Linked DNA regions of Lactuca sativa: region 1 is linked to region 2. Evidence: chromatin contacts called from public Hi-C data. All regions are on one chromosome and are shown on one strand. The core of a region is the stretch at or near the end of the contact, and the rest is flanking DNA. Distances in the headings are between cores, read along the strand shown.

Region 1 (6,349 bases), core at 2,127-4,626, 250 kb before region 2:
CAAATTCTGTCACCATAACAATAAACCAGCCAAACTAAGCCCGAGAGGATTGATTTAAACCATATAGTGATTTATGCAATCTACAAACTCTGCCACACTCACCACGAGCAACGAACCTAGATGATTGCTCAATATAATTTTTTTTTTCATGTAAGTCACCATACATGAAGGCATTCTTCACGTCCAGTTGGTGAAGAGCCTGATCACAAGTAATAACTGGTTAGATTAAGAAGCAGATGTATGATACCTTAGCCACATGAGAGAATGTCTCAAAGTAGTATACACCATAAGTTTGAACATATCCTTTAGCAACCAACCATGCCTTCACACGAGTGACTTATCCATTTGGACAAACTTTTATCGTGAACACCAATTTGCAACTGATCGCCTTTTTACTCGTAGGTATGTCTAGCAAACCCCATGTATGGTTATTATCAAGAGCATAAATCTCATCAATCATAACATCCCACTATCCAGAATAGTTCAAAGCTTCACCAACTGTTTTTATAGAAGACAATTTGGCATAGAATACAAAAGAAGGTATATGGTAAGTACAAGAATGCTTACCCTTCCTTAGAGCAATGGGAACATCAAGATCATGATTTTGTGTATCAGAAGGAGTTAGATCATTCATGGAAAGATGAATATCATATGCAAAACTGCAGACAAAGATGGTATCATATGAAGATCTGTTGCAAGTTGTGGCAGTCTACTCTATACATGAAAAACCGACAGTTTGATAGACTCGTGATGTTATTTGGAGTTGCATGGTTAAGGAGACTCGAGAACATGTATGTTATATACCAACATTACATGTCACCAAAGACTACCATGTCGCGACATCACGTCACCTCAACCTCACGTAACCAAATAATATCATGCCAACTTGTCATGGGGCTTATTGCAAAAGTTAGAAAACTTAGTGAATAAAATGTAACAAAAAATAACTTAATGTCAAAATAGAACATTTATAATAACATAGTTACTTTTATGCAATTTACTATTACAAAAATTCTGATTTTGGTTAATATCCTTTTTGTAAATTCATTAGCGAAATGCAAAAATACAGATAATACGGCCCAAATGATGTTATTTTTACATGGAGAAATTAAATATCCTGCTACTATTTATATCTACTTATCATCCTACCATATCAAATGTTATGTGTCACAAATTTAATAAAATTAATAATATTTTGTAATTTCTCTTTTACACGGCATCACCAAGTTCCAACATTTGATTATAGCTCATTCCTATATATAGAACTTCCCATAACATGCCAAGTCGACAATTACACATTACATCGAAAAACAACGCATCACCAAAGAGAAGTCTATTCTTCTGAGAAGAAATTGTTATTCATTACGATTAATTTGTTTTCAGATAGATGTAGCCAAAATAGCATAATATCATTTTCTAAGTGTTTTCTTTTCTCATCATTTTCTCTGTGTTTTTATTTTCTAGCTAGTAGGTTTGCTTTATAAAATGTGGCCGTTCAAAGAAAAAAAAACAGAACACCTACCAAATTAAACTGCTAGTGTACATGGAAAGAGCACCTACAATTACAAAACCCCTCAACCTTGCTGAGCGCACGTATGATATATACTAAGAAAACGATCCATCAACACGACTAGGTGAAAAATACAAATCAATCAAACAAAAACTTGGAAAAGAAAATAACCTATTAACCCCTAAAGATTTTCTTAACACCCTCAGAAGTCACAATAAAAGACTTTACCAAATGAAAAGATTCTTGTCACATTCATCGAGCTTTAAAGATTGACATGAAGATCAGGACACAAGATCTTTTTTTCGGAAAAGAGTACACTAGATCTTGGTACCTCTGAACTTTAAACTTAACATTCCAATATTATTACGATTACGATATATAAGAACGAGAAAAAGAGAAATCAGCAAACCTTTTACCTCCTAATTTACATATCCATACAATCCATTATAAGAAATGGAGTGAAACCAACAACCCAAAACAAACTATGAGCAGTACATTATATATATATACTCGACGACCCGGCTAATTAAGCGGCCGAGGGCGCGCAGACGGGTACTTTAGGGTCGGAGATCAGTGCCGGCGATAAAACCATCTCACCATTATTAGTATTGTTGCTGCTGGCTGCCAAAATCGATTTTTTATTGCAATCTAGAGACTTGTCGTTATAAATATCCCACCATTTCTTCACAAACATCTTTATGTCCTCCCTCTGCATGTTCTCTTCTTCTCCAGTATACCTCCATGGCTTTGATCCAGCAGCACAGTAATGAACTACTTTCACTTCATCAACATCTACATTTTCTGGATGCCGCCACAACATCGCAAGAACAAGATTGTACACCAGAGGGATTGGCTTGTAGATATCCTTGAAGTACATGTTCAAAAAATCCTGCAATTAATTAAGACGAATTTTGTTAATTAGTTAATCACAATCACCGGAAGATTTGTTGGCAACGACTATTAATTACGTACCTGTTCAGCGAAAGGGGTGGGAGGGGTCACGCTGAGGGTCTTTAGCAGATCATCATAGGTAGTGATACTTGGTTCAAAAACAAACATGCCGGCGTTGAAGAAGAGAGACGGTTTCGGACCCATGTCGGCCGGCCACTGGACCTTCTCCGGAGACTGCTGGCAATACCCAATCTGGTATTGCAGCGAATGGCTCCACGTCTTCTCGCAAAAACAGTCCATCACCGCGTAAAAGTGGCCGTCCGGCAGGTCAAACAGATGGTCAATGTTATCAAACACCTGGATATCTCCATCCAAGTATATCATCTTCCCGTACTCCACAAACTGCAACATAAAACTAAAAGATTCAATCCACGTGCGAAATCATATTAATGCCACGTATGAAATGTAAAAGAGACACGTGTAACCCATACCTTCCAGATGCGGAGCTTGGAGTAGTTGATGACGTAATACGCCATGGCGAATTGAGTCTGACTTTCCGGTGGGTAAACTGGTTCAATTTCTATAACGATGCAACCTTGAGACTCCAGGATACGACGGTGCTCCTCCGGAACGTCGGGAAGAACCACCACGACAAGAGGATACGCGGAGTTAACCTTCCTTAACCCTTTGGCCAATCCGACGACACCCTTTATGTAGTCGCCATTTCCTGCCAAGAACGTTATATACGCCCTCTTCTTGGAATTCGAAGCCGTTGGTATTATATCAAGATTCACGGCTGCCGGAGCCATTCTTGAACAACTGAGAAACAAGGGAAGCAAGGATTCAAGAAATTAAGAGAAGTGAAAAGCAGGTAGAAGACTGATTTAAGGTTGTGGAGGAAGGAGGTAGTTATATAAGATAAGTGGCAATACAGGTTAAGTTTACTCAACCGGAATCCTGTAATCGGTTTACACGTAGCAATGGTTGTGATCGTACGGTGCAGAGATGGTTACCGAGAAGTTTCTCGAGAAAGAGACAACGGGAGAATTCAGAAGTAGTGTAGAGTAGTTTGGAACAGGCTAGAAGGTCTGGGATCATATATGTTTGACTTGTGTCGGTGCACCCTGTATCCTCGTTTCCTAGGTTTGATTAAATTTAGTATTTAAAATTATGAATAACTTTTGTAACAAAATTAAATATGTCGATCATGTTCGAAAATAAAAAGAATATAAGGTTCTTAAAATGGATGTTCGAAAATAAAAAGAATACATGGTGGAACCAATGTCGTAAAAATCCCGATTATGTCCCGATTAATCCCTAGGCGCTACTCGACCGATTAGAGGGCGTCTAGCGATTAATCCTTACATACACAGATGAGTGAAACAATAGAGACTAATGAAATTTTAACACTTTGAAGAAGTTATATCTCAATAGAAACCTTTTGAGGTACTATTAATGTTGTATTTATCATACTAACCTATTTTGTTATGATATCAGTGGTATTTACGAACTTTTATATGATATTAGTCATATTTAATTTTTTAAAATCTAACAAATTAGCAATTAATGGTCCCGGATTAATCCCCTGAATAATCTCCGCCTAGCCGATTAATCTCTTAACCCCAGTCCACCGACTAGCTAACGTCGAACGATTTTTACAACTTTGGGTGAAACTAAATTGTTTGTATTTTTGAATTAAAAAATCATAAAGTTTGCAGACTACCTCTGCAATTCTTTTTAACGAAAAAGTAGACTAAACTGCAACAGAATGTAGTAAGAAGTGTGTTTGTTTTTTTAACATCTACATACTGCTGCAGATATTAAAAAATTAAAATAAACTGATTTTATAAACCGAATTAGTCTTACAATAATAATTTGAAATTAAATTCATACAACCACACTTCAATAATTCTTATTCCATATTTTACATTAACTACTCGACAATTTCATCCCATATCTGGATCAAATATATTCATGGTCCGATGCAGTACCATGTGTTGGAATCTCATATTCATCATCATCAACGTCTATATTGTTATTTTGAACCGAGACATTTGGTTTATCATATCGTGTAAAATGTTCATCACGTAGTCCTTTTCTTATAATAGCATGAAGCGCGAAACATGCAAGAGTAATTATGCTTTCAAGACACCAAAAACACGCTCAATGACGTTCTGAAGTTTTTCATGTACATGGTTAAAATTTTCTTTATTGGTTAATGCACGTATTTGACGAAAATCTCCAAGCCAGTACCTCACATTACGATACGGTGCCATAAAACCTCGAATGTGTGCATAAGCGACATCACAAATATAATATTTATCTGTAAAAATGCAAAAAAAAAATCATTTAATTTAAGATAAAACTATTTAAATAATCATAAACTTACTTGATTGTGGAAACGAGAATGGTGCATGTGGATTTTCTAATGCTTCTGATAATATTCTAGAATCATATGCTATCCATTCCCAACTGGCCACAACAAACGCAAAGATCATGTTGAAGTCACAAATTGCCAATACATGTTGATAACAATCGTCTTTCCCCTACTTCTATATAAATCTCGTTTGTTGGCAGAGACATGTATCAAAGTGCCATCAAGTGTACTAACTGCTCATTTGAAAACCCGTCATAGCCTCCTATTATGTCCAGAATGTTTGGATTCAGATTAAAAGAAGTTGGTGCTATGATGCCGTGTGTGAAAAACAACATTTTGTCAAACACTTCATGAAAAAAATTATGAATTGTTTGCTTTGAGTGTTGAAATCTTCGTTTGATAATCACGTAACGTTGGTTATGACCGATCATCATATAAAACATAGCCATCTTTTCCTCAACCGATACATGTTTGCTATCCTTTAACGCGTAATTTACTCTAAAATGAGCACATAGTCACACAAAAGATTCATGGGACATGCGTAATACTTCAACACATTGTAAAGGATTACAGTGAAGTAACTCTAAAGTAAATTCATGTCCTGTCATTTTCGAATCATTGTCCCGCACTCGTTTCACACCAGTCTTCCAAAAATAGCGGACGTACAAGTACATTAGAATTATGAGAAGTATCTTCTTGCTGTCATTCATTAGGAACCTATTAATCAACATAAGTACCAAATAACAAAAGATTCAAGTACCAGATAACATAACATAAAGTTGAAGTACCAAATAACATAACATAAAACTCAAGTACCAAATAACATAAAATTCAAGTACTAAATAACATAATTAAAATTGAAGTACCAAATAACCAAATTATGATAGCAAAAACATAATCACGTAGTTCCAACACATGCAATTAAACCTCAACAACACAAATATGTAAACCTAATGGAAAATCCTTCCACCCTTTAAAACTCCTAAACTTGTAGCAGTCATCTCGATCCATCCTCTTAATATATGTGGATCATTAGGCAAATTTACCCACATATCTCTCATACTCATGGTCCCTGCAAAAATGTTATATACAACAAATTGTAGAGGGTCAACTGTGCCTAAAATCTAAATCAAGCAACTCTAACTTCTCTAAACATTGAGGAATTGTTATCCTTTAAGTCAAATGTCGTAGAGCTTTTTGCATCTCTGGTGCTAAATCGTCAACAATAATAGAAGCTTTAGGTGAGGCACTAAAATGGGATTAGGTGAGGCACTATTAGCTCGAGGTCTAGGAGTCGAGGGTTTAGCCCTTTTGTTGGGGTTACCAGAAGGTGAAGAAGCAAAAGGCTTACTAGTATGATAGGAAAAGTAATCATCTTCATCTATGTTAATAGAAAGGATGTCCATAAGTTGTAGTGGTTAGAAATGACAAAAAGATGATCCTTGTCCTGATGGTGTTTGGGATGTTGCATAAATGAGATTACCAGAGGCACAATTTCCATCAAATATCTTTGCATAAAGCTTTGGAAACAACAACGAGATGGTTTTCAAGGAAGCGGCCTTCGGGCGTCT
Region 2 (6,404 bases), core at 2,586-5,085:
CTTTCACTGATGAGATTAGTATCTCTTATAAATCATGATCTCGACAATGAGAAAGACTCTGCAATTCAGTATTCTCAAAAAATGTCAAAGTATTACAAAAAATTAGGCTCTTTCCCATTTCAAACCACTAAGATTGTGAATGATCAAATTCTTCATCAGTGTGAAAAGATCATTGGAGGAAATCTTGATGAAGTTGTTGATATTTTTAGAAAAGTAAATCCTAACCAAATTTTCCTTCTCAATTTGAACTTACTCATGAATAAAAAAGTAAATTCATTAGTGGTGGAATTATAAATCATCAAGACCTTATAGAAAAACATTTGGTTACTAACCCTGCTGTTCATACCGCATGTGTCACTCCTCTAACTACTATTGACTATTCTACCAAACCCCCTGATCATGTATATGATGGTCCTAAAACTGCTAGTATTATTAAGTTTTCTATATCTAATGGTCGTAGTCACACTGTCAAGGATATTATTTTTGAATTCTCTAAATGCACCATCAGTGACTATGATACTCATGACTACACAGTAACTTCTGACAATGATGATTCTGAATGTTCATTTCAAGGTATCATACCACTAGAGCCACATTGTATATCACTGATCGCTCTCATGTTTCTAGAACCAAGGAAATTGTTTTTAAATTAAATTAAAATGCTTCTAAACCATTGAAACCCAAGTCTTTTGAAAAATGAAAACCATGTTTTCGAAAGGAAAGTTGTTTTGGAATAAGAAAGTGCTATAGATGTAGGGATCCATCTCATAAAGTGGAAAACTCTACATTCGAGGAAAATTAATAAGTGTTATATATGTAGTGATCCATCTCATAAAGTGGAAAATTGTACATTTGAGGAAAATATAAAAAGGGCTTATAATATTTTGATTCATAACAAAAAAATGGTTAAAGAAAGAAAATTCCTTAAATTGTCTTCCTACTGAATGTTATAACATCTTTAGTTCTGCTAAGTCCTCCGTTGTTAAATCCATTGCAAAATAGGTTAATAAAGCGGTTTAATTATTTGTAAGTGGTGCAGGTTCAAGAGCATATATGGTATCTCGACAGTGGATGCTCTCGACATATAACAGGATTCAAGTCTCTTCTGGAGGATTATGTGAAGAAGGATGGCCATGCAGTCACATATGGAAACACTAACAAAGGAAAAACAAAAGGTTTTGGTACAATCAAGTGTAAGTTTGTTCAGTTCTCAAATGTATCTTATGTGGAGGGTTTAAAGCATAATCTCATCTCAATTAGTCAGTTATTTGATGTTGACTATGAAGTTCATTTCAACAAGCATGAAGGAAGGGTCATTAATTCAAAAAAATTCATTGTTCTAGCGGTGAATCGTCGTAGTGACATTTATATTCTGCACATGTTCTCCGTTGATAACTCTCTTAGGTGTTGTTTCTTCTCTCATTCACAATCTTATCTGAACTGGTTGTGGCACAAAAGACTCCTTCATCTTAACTTTAAGGTTATATCTAAAATTGCTAATGATCGGTTTCTGAGAGGGATTCCTAAGATAATATTTGTTAAGTATAAAATTTGTGTTACATGTGAAAAAGGGAAAAAACCAAGTCTTCTTTAAAACAATGTTATGTTCTTCCATCACTGAACCATTTCATATTTTTCATATGGACTTATTTGACACTGTTCCCGTTGAGTCTCATGGTGGTAAAAGATACTCATTAGTCATTGTTGATGAGTTTTCAAGGTTTACATGGTAATGTTTTTATGCAACAAAAGGGATGAAGCTGATGAGATCATGTCCTTGGTCAAACAGAGTGAAGTGTTATATGATATGGAATTCAAGCAACTCATAAGTTCACGACACGGAGTTTAAAATGTAACTATAAACTCTACTGAAGGTTTTTGTGAAAAGAAACAAATTGTTCAAAATTTATCAGCCGCTAGAACTCTTGAGCAAAATGAGGTCACTGAACACCAAAACACCAAAACACAACTCTAAAAAGATAAGCCAAACACCCCCTTAATGTGAATTATAATTTAAAAACATCTCCTAAATCTTTTATTTCCAGCCGATTCAAAGAGGGAAAAAAAATCAAATGAAGTTATGGTAGGTAAATTAACTTGAAGTTGAATTAAAATGGATGATAGAAAAAGTTAAAAGAATCTTTTTAATTGGTTTAGACATTATTCAAAATTCCATCTCTCTGCAGCCATAAACATGACCCACTATAAGTATAATCCTTACCTTCAGAAATCGTTCACATGCTTTCCATGTGTTGCTACACAGACCCAATCAATGGCTCCTAGAAGGCTAGAATATCTCCATATAAATGATCGATATATCCTATTCTCGTTTCTAAACTTACACTAACTAAATATGTTTATCTTGAACTCATGTCTTTGACTAATACATAGATGTAATTATTTCATTAAATTAATCTAAATCATCTCATATGTAGATAATTAAACATCGAGTTTCTTATTTATAAGTTACATGAAAATATAAGCATCTCAATCATAAACTACAGATGCACTTAAACAGAGAAGCATACTTTGGCCAATATATATATTATAGTATGATGGTGTATATGCATATTTACATACGCAACAAACTAAGAGAAATAGAAATACATAAGGGTATATTTTTAGATTTAAGATACACCAAGAGTTTAGCTGCTTCTCCCATGAAGCTATAACAGCAACAGCAAGCAGCAACATAGAGTCTATGTGAAGAAGACATTCTGAATGTCTGGAAACTTCTCCTTGATTGCTGCTTTGACTCCCGATCCAATTGAGTCGGGCCCAGTATACTTGACAACGCATTCCCCATCTTCCACAGACACTGACACCACCTCCACACTTCCACCAAAGTTGGCTATGGCTGGTCTCAGTATTTCAAGATGCCCATTCACTGCCTGCAATTGCACACCATTCAATCTCATATATATTAATATCATTCCTATAAAACTATTCTTTACATACAACAACAATTCAAAAACTTTACCTCAACGCTTGTTGCAGCAGCTTGTTCATCAAATACTTGAACGATATCCTTCACAGCATCTCCGAATTTTTCTTTCAGCACTCTTTCGATCCCCATCTTCATGGTTGTTGTTGAGCTTGGACAGCTTCCACACGCCCCTGATTCAAATCATATTTCAATTGCTTACTTTTAAGGTGTGTTTGGATGTGCCTTTCAAAGGGGATAACCAGAATCGGGTCATTTTATCAGACTAACGCATTTAACAACTTTAAACCACAATTATTTGCATCAATTTCGTGTTCCAATGAAGATTCGTCTTATGAATGAGGCTAACATTGAGAAACCATACGTGTTAATCTATTAGGGTTAAATAAGAAATTCCTGAACAATGGAAATAGTAGATGAGTGCAATTCGTCAACCAGAAAATCGATTGAAATATGAGAAAGAAAAAAAGCCCTAAAACCAACCTTGTAGCTTAAGAGAAACGATGCCATCTTCAACGGATACAACGTCCACGTTTCCGCCATCGGCAATGAGGTATGGCCTCACGTCATCGAGAACGGTATCGACGTTTTGGGGAGTGAGTTCGAATTGCTGAGCAGAGTATAGTCCACCACCGGCCATGGCCTTGACGGTTATGATATACCTTTGACTTTGAGGAACCACCATCTGTATTCTGTTTCTGATTAGGATGGATACGGGTGAGGGAGTAACTTGGTTGTTGCTCTTTGTGAAGAACGACGTTTGGAATTGAGGATGAGACATCAGAATCGGTGTTGCTAATGCCATGGTTATTGGTTAGGTTATGACCACCCTACACCGCCGGGGAAGAATCCGTCACACCAAAGACGCCGTTTCTATAAAAATAAAAAATAAAATAAAAACTTCAATGCGATAAAGAAAAAAAGAAAAATACATAATTCACAATAATTCGAATTTATATCAAGGTTGTCAAGATCGGGATCTTACCTAGGATCGTTTTTGGGTTTGCAAGATCGGGATCGTAAGATCGGGATCGAGATCCTAAGATCCCACAAAATATAATATAATTTTAATTTATAATATTTAATCATGAAAAATATTTCAAACATTTAATTTTTCGTTCAAAAATTATAAGAACTTCAAAATATTAGTCATAAGTCACAATAAAAAATGATAAATGATAGATTGGTAAAGGGTAAAAGATATAAAGTGGTAACAAATATTCATTTGCAAAAAAAAAAGAAAAAAAAATCAAAGGAAGGTAGGATCGGATCGGATCTCGATCCTACGATCCTACCTACGATCTTACGATCCTACCTGCGATCCTACCCCAAATACGATTCTTTTACGATCCGGATCGTTTTTCACACCTAGGATCGTAGGATCGTACGATCCTACGATCAGGATCGCGATTTTGACAACCATGATTTATATACGCATATCCAAAATAATAATAATAATAATAATAAATAAATGTCAAATCTTCTAACCTAATAAAATAGTACAAAATTGCTCAGCCACCCCATCATCTTTTCCCGTCCAAATTATCAAACTGAAATTCCAATTCTGCCATTCTACCCTTTAAATCTCGGAAGGTATTACATTATTCAATCTATTCCCGCCTATTCCTTCTTAAATCCATTCCTGAACATTAAGGGTTTAAATTTAAATTAGAAACAATAGAAATATCCCAACAAATCAACAAAAATTAATGTAATTATTTGAATTGAGCAATATTAGGCAATAAATCAGCATATGTAATCTTATCATAAAGTTTGAAACGACAACCCATTTATTCCTTTCTTATATGCCTCATTCATTCACACATTTTAACATTCGTCTTCGTTCACTTTCTTGATCGATAATTTTTCATCTCTGCAAACTATTCACACATTTGAATCCTTCCGGTGAGTATAAAACAAATAATTGTTCACCGATTTCTGTTTATGTGATCTAAATTCTGTTGTTAATTTATATTTCTTTCTTCTTCTCCTTCTGTTACGATTATGATGTACTATCCTCTAAACATGTATGTGGTAAAGGAAAGGTATATACACGTTGTTAAAACACAAAAACACACACATAGACATACACAGTTTCCATAAGCATTTTGATTACGCTTTTTTTTTTCAAATCAGTCATTTTATTTTATCTAAAATACATTGTGTAAAAAGATTGTCGAAAGTATGTGGTGTGTTGATGTGTGTTTTGAAAGTAAATAGAAATATTGATTAAAAAAGGGCATATATCACATAGCATAAACACTAGAATTGGTAAAATAGTAATTTTCTTAAAGTGTGTGGCAAATTTCGATTAAGGAGGTAATAGATTAAGGAATGGAATATAAGTAATTATGCTCTACTTTGACAATAAGTTTTGATGTGTTTCTGTGTTCTAGTATGATTATTGTTGATTAAATTGGCATAAAGTTTATATACTTGCTGCACCAAAAGTTACTTTAATAGTTGTTGTTTATATGTTGTGTTAAAATAAAGTATATTTTTTTTCTTTTTTTCTCTACCTTAATATAACAATGTACTTTGAAATGATTTATGTCTTGCAACTATGAAACCTCCTGTCAAAGATATAACATGATTTAAGTGTTCCAAATGCATTAAATAGCAACCTAATTTATGTTACTGTCCAGATATAACATTATACTATGTATGGTGGTGTATATTATAGGATTGGGGGTATAATGGTCAGATTGAGTGTGTTCCTCTACTCAATCAATTTAGGGGATCAAACTTTATATAGTTGTACTTCCTGTGAATAAATACATATTTTTTTATGGCTTTCAAAAAAATGATGTTAATTTTTGTATACATATTGTTTCTTTTGTTTCAATAGTTGATTGTATGTAAAAATAACGACCATTTCTGGCATTTTTTTTTTTTTACATAGGTACAAACTCTGAATAAATATTAACTAATACTTTGGGTGATTTTTAACTTTGTTACTTTATGGTGGTTTATCTTTGTAAGTTCGATCACTTTTCTATGTTTTATTGACTACTAGAAAGTACAGATAATTATTAATGATATATGAATATACATGGGATGTTTTTCAATGGCCATGTTTATCTGTAATTCTATATTTGTTGTTTGACTATCTGATATACACCATTGCTCATAATTCGGTGTATGACTTAACCTTTAAACCTATGGGCATCAAATAATTAATTTTCTTATTCTTTTGTTTTTTGTTGCTTGTCTTTCTTTCATTTACATATTCATTGTTTTATTTATGTTTATGTGTTAAACTAAGAAAAATTTTGCCATTATTTTTTTAATAGAAAAAGGACATTTTTGCCTTTTTATAAAATCTTATAACAAATAACTTAATTTATGATTGGACAACCTACTTTTTGCATACGCTTATGTCAATATCCTGTGTAAAAAAAAACAAACAAGAAAAATGTCCTTATTTCTTTTACATATGAAATGACATTTTAATATAGTG

What was found. Hi-C and Micro-C count contacts between places; a contact is called where the count stands out from the background.
Region 1: a Hi-C map of leaf shows a contact between it and region 2, with 7 times the contacts expected there. The contact joins the promoter of LOC111920377 here to the promoter of LOC111882617 in region 2. A contact is called at or near these places in 2 of 4 Hi-C or Micro-C datasets (both in leaf).

What each region holds. Positions count from the first base shown.
Region 1 is chr9:3,605,038-3,611,386 of Lsat_Salinas_v11, reverse strand. LOC111920377 (galactinol synthase 2) reads right to left here and starts at 3,376. Exons shown (of 3, transcript XM_023915942.3): 1 at 2,893-3,376; 2 at 2,483-2,803; 3 at 1,850-2,399. The coding sequence starts at 3,210. The coding sequence ends at 2,037.
Region 2 is chr9:3,355,716-3,362,119 of Lsat_Salinas_v11, reverse strand. LOC111882617 (nifU-like protein 1, chloroplastic) reads right to left here and starts at 3,835. Exons shown (of 3, transcript XM_023878989.3): 1 at 3,428-3,835; 2 at 2,981-3,117; 3 at 2,511-2,891. The coding sequence starts at 3,749. The coding sequence ends at 2,700.